Regions from separate parts of the Capsicum annuum genome. Here region 1 is linked to region 2. Evidence: chromatin contacts called from public Hi-C data. All regions are on one chromosome and are shown on one strand. Each heading gives the region's core, a stretch centred on a gene start, on an enhancer-like site or on the middle of the called end of the contact. The rest is flanking DNA. Distances are from core to core; before and after follow the strand shown. Region 1 holds the start of LOC107845912 (elongation factor P). Region 2 holds the start of LOC107845911 (B3 domain-containing transcription repressor VAL2).

Evidence for each region. Hi-C and Micro-C count contacts between places; a contact is called where the count stands out from the background.
Region 1: a Hi-C map of leaf shows a contact between it and region 2, with 2.8 times the contacts expected there. The contact joins the promoter of LOC107845912 here to the promoter of LOC107845911 in region 2. A contact is called at or near these places in 2 of 5 Hi-C or Micro-C datasets (leaf and placenta).

Annotation. Positions count from the first base shown.
Region 1 is chr10:144,013,761-144,020,751 of UCD10Xv1.1, reverse strand. LOC107845912 (elongation factor P) reads right to left here and starts at 2,568. Exons shown (of 6, transcript XM_016690420.2): 1 at 2,285-2,568; 2 at 579-685. The coding sequence starts at 2,420.
Region 2 is chr10:143,738,191-143,745,536 of UCD10Xv1.1, reverse strand. LOC107845911 (B3 domain-containing transcription repressor VAL2) reads left to right here and starts at 5,187. Exons shown (of 13, transcript XM_016690417.2): 1 at 5,187-5,886. The coding sequence starts at 5,774.

The sequences.
Region 1 (6,991 bases), core at 1,319-3,818, 280 kb before region 2:
TGATAATAAAAGGAAAAACTGAAGGTTGACAGTTTTTCTAACAAATGCTTATAAGAGTTAATACAAACAGGTTGCTGAAGATAACTGGATGGAGCGATTTGTGGGCTGGACTGAGTGAGTTAAGCTAAGATCTAGCCATAAGATGGCAGTTAATCTGTTGCATCGCTAAAGCTTAGAGCGGCGACTGCTAACCTCACAAGAAATTGATCAAAGTTCATTTACAATGCAATCCTATGTTATTCACTTAAAATAGAAGGTTTTCTGGAGAATTTCCACCTGCATCATAACACACAAAAGAAAACTCAACAAAAGTGCAACTATTTTATTTCTTGTTTGAAAAATAATAAATGGTTGAAATATATGGCCTACATGTTAGTTCCCCAGTTTGTCCGAAGGTACTCGACAACTTCAGTTGGTTGAACTAAAAAGAATGGCATGTGCTACATAAGAAGTTATTATTTTACATGACATGAATGTGCCAATGTGGTGTGACCTTGGCAAAAAAGTACACTGCAAGCATATAAACAGACAGTGTAAGAGAATAAGCATAGAAGAGCAGGTGGTACAAAAGATGTTACCTTACTTCCAGCTCGGAAAGTTTTCTCAACACTGTTCCCTGTTATATAATTGCGCAATGTGGTCCTCACAAATGCAGCCCCTTTCCCAGGCTTTACATGAAGAAACTCTAAACACATCCAAACGATAAGTATTATCAAACTGTAAAAGAGGCAACCAAATTTTAGGTGTACTCAATACCAAACTATTCATATATACATCATATTCAAAAGATCAGCTGTTTTTGAATTCTTCTTAATGGACTACAAGTAAAATCAGTCGATTGTACATGGATACAAAACTTTTGAGTTTATAACAGTCCCAAAAAATGCCTTGGTAACCTATATAGAAATCTGAACAGCAAAACAGTTTAGCAGCTAGCGCACTATAGAGTCGGAGTGGACCAACAATGCTCTAAGCAAATTCTAGCATTATCCATCCATTCATTCATTGATTGTGATGACGAAACCTTACACTTCACTCGGAATCCTCTAGTCTTGCTCTAGTTTGTGTATTTTCAGCAGTAATTATCCTGATTTTTTATGACAAGGAAACCCGCAGCCGCTATCCTTCGGGTTCACATAGAGTAAACCCTACTCCGGTATAATAGCTCGCAAACCACACACGAGAGGGTAAGTCACACTAGGCAAATCCCATGGGACGAGCTCGACCAAGAAAGTACGCATGGGATTTCGAACCTGAGACCCCTCATTTGGGAGACCCCTGCTCAACCAACTCGGCCACCCTTGCGTGTAGTAATTATCTTGTTATTTGGGTCAGTAGGATAAAATATGGTTGTCAATTACATTTACACATAGTTATAAAATTTCAAACGTTTAACTTCCAAAATTGTAAAAACCAAAATGACCCCCCTATTTTTTCTCGGTTACTTCTTTGAGACAATCACTTTTGACTGTCTAACGCCCAATTTTTTGCAAACTACTTCATATGCTGATTCACAACCCCTGTCCTTTACTTGTGAAAAAACAAACAGATGCTTAGCATAACCAAACAACAAAAAGCTGGAATCAAATTAGCAACAATTCACTATGAGGAGTACATAAAACTCCAGCAGAAAAAATTATACAATTATTATGTTGGATTAACCCTTCGCGGTGGCTCAGATGGTTTAGCTTGGGACTTCCATAATGGAGGTCTCATGTTCGAACCTACAGGCAAGGGGTTGACCTTCTGGGTCGAGCTCATCGCACGGGGCTTGCCTAGGCAGTTTATCTCTCCTTTGTGGTTTGCCACCCATTGCACAGGAATGGGGTTTAACCTCTTGCCTGTGACAACAAGGGGTTGGTCTTATGGGTCGAACTCGTCACATGGGGCTTGTCTAGTGCGGTTCATCTCTCCTGTGTGGTTTGCGAGCCACTACACAGGAGCGGGGTTTACCCTGTGAGCACCCAATGGGTAGGTTCCCTTGTCAAAAAAAATTATTATTGTTTTAAGGAGGTGACCATGAATTACCTATAACTTTACAAGGAGCTCCATCCACTTCAACGTTACTGCCCACTTTAATATCATTACTCGAAAACGCAAATATCTCTGGAAAAACAACCAAATAAGAAAAATAAAAAATACCCATAAAAAGTTTTTAGTAGAAAAAAACAAGAACATTGTCATGATTACTACTAAATAATAAACAATCCAAGATTTTTTTTCATTTCATTTTTTATTTTTTTTTGGTTTTCAAGATTTTTTTTTTTCAAGAAGAGGTACTTACTTGGGAAGCGGTAGGGTGTTCTGCGGAAAATGGAGGTAGAGACAATGAATGGATTTGAGCAAAGAGAGTAAGAAGAAGAAGAGAGTGAGCAGGAATTGGGAAAGAGAGAGAGCTTGAGATTGGGGAATCCCGCCATTGTTTGCTAGTCAAGAGGTTTTCAGTGGGACTGGAAACGGACTTGTACCATTCCTGTCTATAGATAAGGAAAGTAAACTATCCTTTAGTACCTTCTTGGTATTGGGAAAAGATATTCTCAGGCTTATTTGTTTGAGTGTATAAGATGTATTAATAATGATTGCATTATTAATGATGATATTAGTTTTGCTTACATTATTTGATGTACATTATTTGATTTAATGTATTAAAAAATATATATTATATAATTTTTATTAAAAAATATTTATTTATAAAAATATCCTTTATATTCTTTAACCTTGTACACTTCTTATTGAAATTCCTCAAAATGGATGTAAATAATTATTGCCTATTAGCAATGCTTCAAGTTTCTCGAGGAAAATTGTCATCATAATGTTTTCCATGGATTAGAGCCAGCTTTTGGGTTACAACATGTTTAAAAAAAAAAAAAAAAAACGGTTCCTGCATACTCCCAGATATCAAGTTTGTGTTTAAATTTGAAAATAGGAATAAGGCAATAGTATGAGTAGTTGAACTCTTCACCAAGCACACAGATAAGATTGCTTTTGAGTTGAATTTTGCCATCTCAAATACCTGTGTTGTTCATCGGTAAAGACAGAGAAGGAACTGAAAAATATTTTAAAAGGATTGGAGGGATAGTTACATCATTAATCAAGCTAATACATGCATTTAATTCATTTGTATTACTAATACATAGGAAAGGGGTGGCATTAGTAATGCACTCCACAATACACAATAGAGTGTTAGTTATACATAGGGCAAAAAATGAATCAAACAATGTACTAATGATATACATTAAACTAATGCATGCATTAGTTTTCTAATGCACTCTACCAAACGACCCGTTAGCTTTTAAAATATTTTTGGTCATTTGTTTGGACAACAAGTTATTTTGAAATTAAATGTTTAGGATTAGGTATTTTAGGAATGTTAATTTGTCATCTTACTTTTAATATGGAATAAAAATAACTCTATAATTTTGAAATAATTAATCTTGTGATAAGTGTCGCGCCCTATTTTTCTCGCGAAAAGCGGGATTTGACGTGACTACTCCTTTTGGGTTTGTTTAAAGGGGTATGAAGAGTTGCTACCTAACGTATTAAGGTGCGTTAGGGAATCAGTCTAGGCTAACTACGAACCTATTTTGTTGTTTTGTTTTAGTTCACCAGAAATTCAGGTAAGGATTCAAATTAACTCAAAAGGAAGGTGTTAGGCACTTTTTGAGGTCCACAAAAGTGGTTTCCGACCGAATTCATATTTTACGTGGAAATTCTATGTGATCAAATAAAGGTAGCTTATTTCATTATTAACTTAATGTTGGCTAAGTAATAAAGTAATGAATAAACAAACATGTTATTTGATTATTCCTATTTGTTAATTATCTATGTGATAAACAACCCAAGAAATAATAAAGGAACAATACAGGCGAGAAAATAAGAATGACACACGTCATAGCGAAAGGGACTGCTTATTAAATTAACTATCCCAAATAAATAAGCATATAAAGTAGATGTAAGAAAAAGAACAAATTCAAAAAATCAAACAAAGAAATGATTTTGATTTCATTCGGATTAGAACCCCAACTTGTTAATCATTATCTGACCCACTAGCCGACAATTGAATTCTTAGACAAGTGACAATGTCATCGTCGTGTAATATATGTTGGATATCATTGCTTCCGAATGACTACCCCCTACCTCCACCACCACCTAGGCTGGTTGTCAAACCTAAAAGTGTTCTAAAAAGAAACGATAAAACTAATGCCTCTAGAATGCCTATCATCCTACTTATTGTCCAAGAAGTATTGGGCTTTACTATTTTGGATATATGGTCTAGACAAACAAAACTATGTTTCTAGTAGGACTTAAAGCGCGAAACAGATAGGACGTCACGTAGCACATAACGGTCATGCGTTAGCCTCTTGGTTAATTAAAGAGTTGGTTAAAGTGATTAACATAATAGGACAAGCAATTACTTTTTGGTGTCATTAACCTATACGCATGATATTTAGGTGTCACATAATTGTTATCGACGAAGGAAAATTGTCAATCCCTTTTAAAACAGTGTTGCAAAATTGTTGAGAATAAAAGGGCATGTCAAAGTTAAACTACCGTGAGAGAATAAGAATATTAATTTATTATGTAAAAGATAGTTAAGCATGACGTAAAATAACATTTATATGCTGAAAAGTGATTTAATATGTTGAACAATTTATAAACATGCTGAAACTTTTGTTTTAATTACTGAATAATTCATTTTGAAATATTGAAAAAGCCATTTTCTATTTTTAATACGTCGATGCTAGAAATTATTTCACTATGGTGAAAACTAATAAAACGTACGGAACAACAAATATAAATTCTAAAAATTAATTACAGTATGCTAAAAATATTATTTAAAATGCTGAAAATATCATGTTGAATGCAGAAAATTAAAATTTACTTGCTGAGAACGTTATTTAAAATGCGAAAAATGTAATATGCCAAAACTCTGTTAAACATGCCAAAAGTAATTCAACCGGTTGTAAATTACGTTGACATATTCGAACTTAATTTAAAAGACGCAAGTTAATCAAACTTCTAAAAGCATGATTTCTAAGTGATTAAAATAAGTCTTAGATTAGGCTTGCCTAAGTGATAAATCAAATTCATTAACAAATCCTAAACTGGTTTGACCTAAGTTGTCTTTGCCTACACGATTCATAGAGCACATAAATCCCCGCCCCCGAGCAGTCCCAAATTTTATTATTTACATAGGCATTTGTACAATAGATTACAGACCAAATAAATAATAAAAATAAAAAGACTAAACTAATAAGGCATCCCTTCCCCGTATTCCCGCGCGACTTTTCAAACTCCGAATTCCCTACTTTGATAGCGCCTGTAAATGCAATCAAAATACCAAAGCACACACAAGAGAGATGGATACTAACACATCATCTCAAACAAAACATGGACATCGTAAGCAAACATCGATAGTCATTTTGCATCATCTCCTACAGGCATGTTTTCTAATGGTTCTTACAACATGATACAGTTAACACATATAAAGAATGAAAGATCACATCGATTTGGAAACTTACCGGTGAGCAGCAATAAAATAATAAGAAAGATATTTAGGTAAAGCACTCGCAATAGTGAGATAGAAGGATGCTTCCAACTGATAGTGATAGTGATAAACAAATAAAAGAAAATCGAACGTCGATTGTACTCGGACATATGAAAACTAGCTTGCAGAATATTAGAAAGTTCGAGATTATTTGTGTGTGATTAGTAGAAAGTAATAGTATTTCAGATGTCCTAATGAAGGAGCAAGGCCCCTTTTTTATAGTCAAAGAGCTGTACTGAATCACACAATAAAAAGGAAAAAGATATTTTTGACAAATCAATCCAAGTTAAAATCCCTTAAATGGTGAAATCAATCTTGATTCAAATTGTCAAAGTAAAGAAAATCAATCCGACTATTAAAGGAAACCAAAAAGTGGGTAAAGAATAGAATCAATCAACTTGAATAACATTTATTTCTTACCATAATTAAATAAATAAATAAAGAGATATGTCCATACTTAAATGGGTAACAAGAAATTTCTCACATAGTTTGAGTATATTCAAATGGACGAAAATCCAAAATTATCACAATCAAGCAATCAAATTAATTAGTCGTGAATTAGTCCACTCATATTATATTTGGCTACACATAAAGTTCAAATATGCATATGAAAATACCATCATAATTCGAATTTAGTGAGACGAAGAATAAACAAATCGAAATTGAAAAACTTATAATTAAAAATAGACTTAAGGTTCCAAAGCAGTTTATGAAAATTAGAACTTTTAACATATGAGAGCATGCATGATTAAGCAATATGAATCACAAAATTCGTAACCTAACTTTACCAATTTCAAGTCACAAAATCTGCTAAAGTGAAGCAAAAGAGAAGGTAGAATGAGTTTTCACAATTAAAAACAAGATTAAATCTGGGATGGGTCCTCAAGAACCCATCATTTTCGGTGAAGGGGGTGGCTGCTGGTGTTGTTGTGGGTCACCGGTTGCATGGTAGAGGAGAAACGGAGCAATGACGGTGAGTGAGTAATTTACTTTCGTTAACAGTGCTTTATCGGCCATCAGAAGTAGAGGTATGGACTGCGTACATCTGACCTTCCCCAGACCTCACTATGTGGGAATACACTAGGTTTGTTGTTGTTGTTATTGCTTCATCGGCCATCACTTTCGGTAAAGCAATAATGATAGAAGGTGGTGCTGATTGGAGATGTGGTGGTCGTCGGATGCATGGCGACGTGAGTCGCCAAAGTAGTGGAAAAAGAGGGAAAAGAGGGTGAAGGGCGGTTTTTGGAGATGGTAGCGGCAGCAGGCGGTATTCACCGACGGTGGTGGTCTCGGTGATTTCTCCGACATAGTCGGTAGTGGAGAGGATAATGAAAGAGAGAAAAGGCGTTGGGGGTGAGGTGACAGTGGCTGATTTAGAGAGAGATGAAAGGAGATAGAAGAGGAGGACCAAAGGAGGGAGTAGTGCACGACTTCTCCAACCAT
Region 2 (7,346 bases), core at 3,938-6,437:
AAATGCGATGGCCAATAATCTTAGCCTTTGCAAATGCGACCAAGGTATTGCGATCGCATAAGGCTATTTCCTTGGCCTTTCGGATGTGGACAAGGTCTCACAAATGCGAAGGCCATTTTTGGCCTGCACCAGCTGAAGTTATACCAGTAATTTTGGCCAAGTGTCAAATCTTCAATCGGACCCTCAAGATTCATTCAAAATTCCATGAACACAAATAAACTATGATACCTTACCAAATTTGATATTTTAGACTCAGTGACATCTTTAAAATTCTTGTTCGAGGTCATTTCAGTGAAAGGTGGGCCCGGTACTTAAGGGTCATTTAACCAAAATCCACCTAATAGCCCATAATGAGTCTGAAAGTCTTGATGCCCGAATCAAGGGTCTCCCTAGCCTAAAATTGACATTTCAGATCTACAAAACTGTCAGAATTTACATACGAGATTGTTTACTTGCAGTTTAGGCTCGATATCTAACTTTGAACAGCGAGAACTTCAAAATAAGGGATTGACTCTAAAAATCAAATGAATTACCAAGTAACTAAATTGTCCACACCAGCAAGTCATAAATGACTTATGATAGCTATAAGAAAGCTTTAAATGCCGAAATAGTGTGAAAATAAAGAAAATGACCTGAAGAGTTATTACAATTAATCATCAAACAGGACTGAAAATAACACCAATTCCATCTCCCCATGTAATTAATTAGGATCCCCAACTCTGATGATTTCTCATATTTTCTTCTATATTCATATTTACATTCCTTATGAAACTATAATTTGTTCATTTAGTAAATTGTAAGAATTAGAAAAAATTTCATAATTTTCATAAATTGTGAATTTTATATTTGTGAGAAAAAGTATAACTTTTGAGATTCAAATTATACGTCCAAAAAAAATCAATATTAAATCAGCTTTGATTTCAAATTAATGCTTTAAATCACTTCTCGATGCTGCCTATTAGGATGTGTTTGGGAAGGATTAAACCAATTTTTTCATGTAATTCCTTAAATGGGAAAAAATTATTTCTCTAGTTGATGTAGAGAAAACGAGTTCCATATGTAATATTTCAAATTCATTATCTCCTCCCACTCAACCATCCAATACACCCAACCCCCATCCTCGTGAACCCTAATCTCCTCATCACATTTCATTCTCATAATATTTGCTATATTAAATATAAATACTCTCAAAATAATATTTTCTTCTTTACTTATCAAACACTAGAAAGATGTACTCCCTCTGTTTATATCATTTGACCTATATTGAACACAATTCTTAAGAATATTTTTATTCGTAGTGATTTTTGCTAAACTAAACTTATTAATAATGTTGAAACTTTAAATTAGAATACTACTCATTTATATAATTATTTGATTAAGGGCTCAAAAAAAAGTATTTCCTTCGCCTCATTTTTTGTGGCATTGTTTGACTTGGCACGATGTTTACGAATAAAAAGAATTTTTGAAACTTGTGATTTAAAACAATTCTTAGATATTTATGTAACTATAAATCATTTCATTAAGGATAAAAATAGAATTTAAATTTAAATTATTTCTAATGATAGTAAGGTGACATTCTTTTTGGGATAGATAAAAATTGATTTGGTGCCACGTAAAATGAGATAGTGAAAGTAATAAAACCCTCTAAATTTACTAAAATGAATAACGAAAAAGCATAATATACTTTCAATATAAAGGCCAAATATAAAGAGCCCGAGTAAGAAACCAAATTGTTTTCCTATCACACACCTTAGGGGTCGTTTGACAGAGTGTATTTAAAAAAATAAGAAACTTTGTTTATTATTAATACAGTATTTTGGTAAACTTTTTCATTCTGTGTATTACTGATGCTTGTTATACTCCCTCCGTCCCATTTTACTTGTCCCAAATTTTCTAATTTGATTTCTCATTTTTCATTAATCAAGACAAGATAATTTTTTTTCATTTTTTACCCTTAGTATTAATTATTTTTTCTTCTAATTAAAATGTAAACATCATTTAATAGAAATACTATGGTAAAATAGTTATGTTATTAATTATTTTTCTTAATCAATGTGCAATGTTAAATTGGTACGAGTAAAATGGGATGGGGGAATAGTTATTATACATTCCATTTGATATTAAAGAGCATATTATTAATGCATGAAAATTCATGATATTGGTAATGAAACTGATCTAATGCATATATTAGTGTAGTTAAAGTCACAATTATTTGTCAAAATTTTTTCTACACCCTTTTGAATACATTATGAAGGATATTTTTATAAAAAAAAAAATTATTAAAAATTATGTAATTTATATTATTTTTAATAATTAAATAAAATATTATATGAGAAAAATATAAACATAACTAATATAAGTATTATCAATGCATTATATTGTGCACTCGTTCTCATGTACAATGAACCCTTGGTGCTTTTTGGTTGTGGATTTCAAAAGCATGATGTCATTGTACTATTAGCACGCGCAGAAGAAGTAATCAATTAGGGGATTGAATAAACAAACTAGTTTTAATTTACTTATCCGTTTAATTACGCAATGATGATCGACACTTGACAGACATCTATCTATCTCCTCACGTCCTATCTTATCGTACACACAAAGGCAGCTGAAAAGGGCAGTGCATTTTTGTTTGTTTGATTAGGACTCCCACCCCTCATTTATCCATTTGCTTTTTTGTTTTATATAGAACACTTTTTTCGTTTAGTATTTTCTAAAAATAATAGATGTTTACCGGCCCGTACGGACTCAGTATATATATATAATATTTTTTATTTTAATTTATGCGATATAAATAAAATTTAGATAATTAATTATATTTTTAATATATTTTTAAATAATTTAAGTTATTAATTATTATAATTTGTAATACTTTTTTGATATTTTTAATTTACAATTTTAAGTTGTAAGTTATAACACTCTACTTATAAAAAATTTTGTGACATTAATAGTCAATTATATTTTTAAAATAGTTTAAATGATTTATAATACTTTTTATTCTATTCTAATTTAAGTGATACTGGTGTAATTTCGAAAGTTAGTCATATACCACGATTGAAGGAGCGAAGCAGACATGTCTTAAATTACTCATAATAACTAATTAGAAGTGATATAAAAAATTGCTACAAAAAATACTTGTGAAAAAATTTAAATGAGTCTCATATAAGATGTCAAGTTAATTTAAAACAACAAAAATTAATTTGTGTCTATTTTTTTTTTATTTAATATTATCAAATTCTTAATACTTAGATGAGTTATAATAATTAATTAGGTGTGATATAATAAAATTATGATTGAAATAGCTGAAGCAGACATGTTATAATAATTTACCTTTTCTATGAAACATGATTAATTTTTTAATATATTTAATTCATAATAATTAATTAGAAGTGATATAACAAAATTGTTATAAAAATATTTGTGCAAAAAAAATAAGTGAGTCTCATATAAGATGTCAAGTAATTTAAAACATCAAGAGTTAGTTTATCATTTTATTTCTATTTTATTTTTTATTAAATATTATTAATTTTTGAATACTTAAATGACTTATAATAATTAATTGGGGGTGATATAATAAAATTACGATTGAAACAATATGTCATAATTGTCTATTTAACTTTTTTTATTAAATATATTAATTTTTAAATACGTAAATAACATATAATAATTATTTAGGAGTTATACAGTAAAATCACAGAAAAAGCAGGCACGTTGACGAAGAGGTGCCTGCTTCTTCGCGTTTTTAAATAGCACTAATAACTAGTGCTAAGTTTTATAATGTTAATCTAATATTACTGGGTAAAAAAAAATCTTATGTGTTTAATAATTCTAGCTTCACTAATACTATTAACATGTAATATAAGAATTTTATTAAACAAAATCTAGGTTGTAAGTTTTGAATACGAAAAAATTTCTAGAATATCAAATAGACTTATTAAATACTAGTTGGCTTATGCCGTACTACGCACGACCCAATGTTGATTCTTAAAATTTTTACGTTATGTATAATTCTATCATTTAATTAAAATCTTCATTTATTTAGTTGATAAATTCTAAGTTAGATATATGTTATTATATATAGATTGATGAAATTTGTATGACAATATTTTAATTTGTTCAAACTTTTATGGCATTGATAGTCAATTATATTTTTTAAATAATTTAAATTTTTAATTATTGTGATTTATAACATTTTTTCTTCTATTCTACTAATTAGAAGTAACATAGTAAAATTATTATAACAAAAACTTGTGAATTTTCTTAAGTGATCCTATATAAGACGTCAAGTTAATTTAAAATATCAAAAAACAATTTATCATTTTATGCCTATTTTATCCTTTTAATTAAATATTATTAATTTTTAATACTTAAATAACTTATAAAATCATCAAAAATAATTTATTATTTTATTTTTATTAAATATTATTAATTTTTTAATACTTAAATGACTTATAATAATTAATTATCAGTGATATAGTAAAATCACGAATGAAGCAGTCATGTCATAAATGTTTATTTTAAATTTTCTATTAATATTTTTAATTTTATAATATATAAATGACTTATAATAATTAATTAAGGATAATATAATAAAATTACGTTTGAAACAATCTAAGCAGACATCACCATGAGCAGCCTGCTACTGTGACTTATTATATAGGATAACAATTTGAATTAGGCCAACTTAAATATAGTACTATCAAATATCAACATAAAAAATTACTCTTTTCGTTCTATATTAATTAATAACTTTATTATAAATAATTATTTTATTATTTATTAAATTCAGACAGAATAAATTGTATTTTTTCCCTTCACTTATAATTAATTCTCTTGAAAATTCTTTAAAATACAAATAAGTAATTTATAAAGTCTCAATAAAGCATTTTAAAAGATAAATTAGTAATATTATTTTTTTATTTATGATTTTTAAGAATTGTATCAACTATAATATGGAGAGGAGGTAATAAATAAAACGATTATTTGGTGTAAGGTATAAGGGATAAGTAATTTTGATATAAAATAAAGAATTATTTTATTTTTCATATTTAGTTGAAGGGATAACTTATCCCATTATTTACACCGTAATAATAAAATAACTTATCCTATATATGTATATAGATGGAATAAGTTATCCTTATTAATTTCAACATAACTAATGCCGAAATTAAATAACAATTTCCCAAACAGTGATGAGAGAGAGGAGAGCGACGTTAATGGGAGGCGAAAAGGAAATGCGGGCGACCTTTTCTGAGCCTTCAAGTCTCTCCCTGCATGCCTCCTTTTCCATTTACTGTTTTACACTTTACGCCTCTCGCTCTCTCTCCCCATTTCCACAGGCGATACCACTTTCCGTTACCACCAATTATTCAACTACCTTTAGTTTATTTCTAACTCTTAATATTTTCAGGATTCTTCCTTTACTCTCAACTTTTCCATATTTTCAGAATTTTTCTAAACAACATAGTGTAGGCAGATATTACCACTAGCTCGGAGAGGTAGAGAGGTAAGCGAAGTGTCAGAAGTGGGATTTGAACCCACGCCCTCTTAGAAGACCAGAACTTGAGTCTGGTGGCCATCCTGACTTGATTTTTAGTTTATTCTTGAATTTTCATTAGTTGGGTTTTTTCTAAAGATTTCATTTTTAGTTTGTTCTTGAATTTTTCATAGTTGGGTTTTTCTAAAGACTTCATTTTTAGTTTAAAACTTCTTTTTGGGGGATTTTGCGTATGAAATTTTTTAGAGGAAGATTATGCTGTATTAGGGGGTGGGAATGGAGTCGAAGATTTGCATGAATGGGGTATGTGGGGCAACTTGTTCAATTGAATGGAAAAAAGGGTGGCCTTTGAAATCTGGTGAATTTGCCAGCCTCTGTGATAAGTGCGGGTAATTCAATTCAGATTTTTCTCTTTATACTGAAAATGTTTGTATATTCAGTTTTCTTGTTCTTTCTATTCCTAGATAGAAATTGGGTTGCCTATTACTCCTTTTGTTTGTTCATTTTATATGATAACATTACCATTTAAAGAGTCGTTTCGTATAAACGTATAAGAATATTACTGAATAGGATAGATTAGTTATGCCGGGATCATTTCTTATTCTATACTTGTTGGTGTGGTGTGTTAAGGGCAATTCTATCTTCACCCATGCTTATCTATATATTGATAACCCTTGTATGACTATTACTAATATCATGGTTTGCTATGTATTAGTTATACACCCTGTAATATTGAATAGGGTATATGACTAATACACGGTTGTTTTTCTTTGACTAGGATTTTCTGTACATTGATTTTTACATATTTTTTATTATAAAAATGTTGTGACTTATGTAAACTTTGTGTAGCTTCTGAATTTGTAAATTTTATTTGAGGAAAGATTAAGGAACCAATGTCCTACTAATTATTTGAGATTGATAACTGCTTGAATACTTGAGATTGATAACTGCTTGAATACTGAATACAATGAAGCCTATACACAACTTTTTATAGGCTGAGATCAAGAAAATATCTACTTGAAAAATATCTTTTTTTTTTTTGAAGGTAAAAATTAGTTTTCTATTCCAAAACAATCAAACCTGCCACAACATGTTACAGGTTTCCATAATTACAATTGTAAGAGAGTAACAAGAAGATCTTCAACCCTATAGCAAAAATTTATAATGAGCCTAAAACATCCATAACTGATTTTAGATCTTCCATGTACTCCTGTGTACACCAAAAATGAAATAAAACTAAGCAATTCATCTTGAATGTTGTTGCACTTGTTCTGGAAGCATCTGAGATTTCTTTCTTTCCACATGGACCACCAAATGCATGCAAGTATGATTTTCCATCTCTCTTTATGACCAGAGATACACTAGCATAGCTGCTCCAGATTTTCAGAGTCTGTACTATCCTCTTTGGCATCACCCAGTTCAGTCCCTTCATGTTGATGAAGATTTTCCACAAATAGCTAGTGATCCTACAGTGTAGAAAGAGATGAGTGATTGTTTCATCCACTTCTTTGCGTAGGAAACATATTGGATTCAGATTGAGACCTCTTTTCATTAGATTTTCCTTGGTAAGCACTGCCTATTTAACCAATAACCAAGTAAAACATGAAACTTTAACGGGGATTTTTACTTTCTATATTAGTTTCCAGGGACAACTACCAACTTGATTGTTGAAACTATTGAACTTCATATAGGCCTCCTTAGTATTGAATTTGCCTTGGTTGTGATTCTGCCATATCAAAGTATCTTGTGAAGTGGTTGTTCCTTTGAATTGCTCTAGAATTCTAAAGAACTTGACTAACCTTTGAATCTCCCAATCATTTAATGGTCTTCTGAAGCTCAAATTCTATCC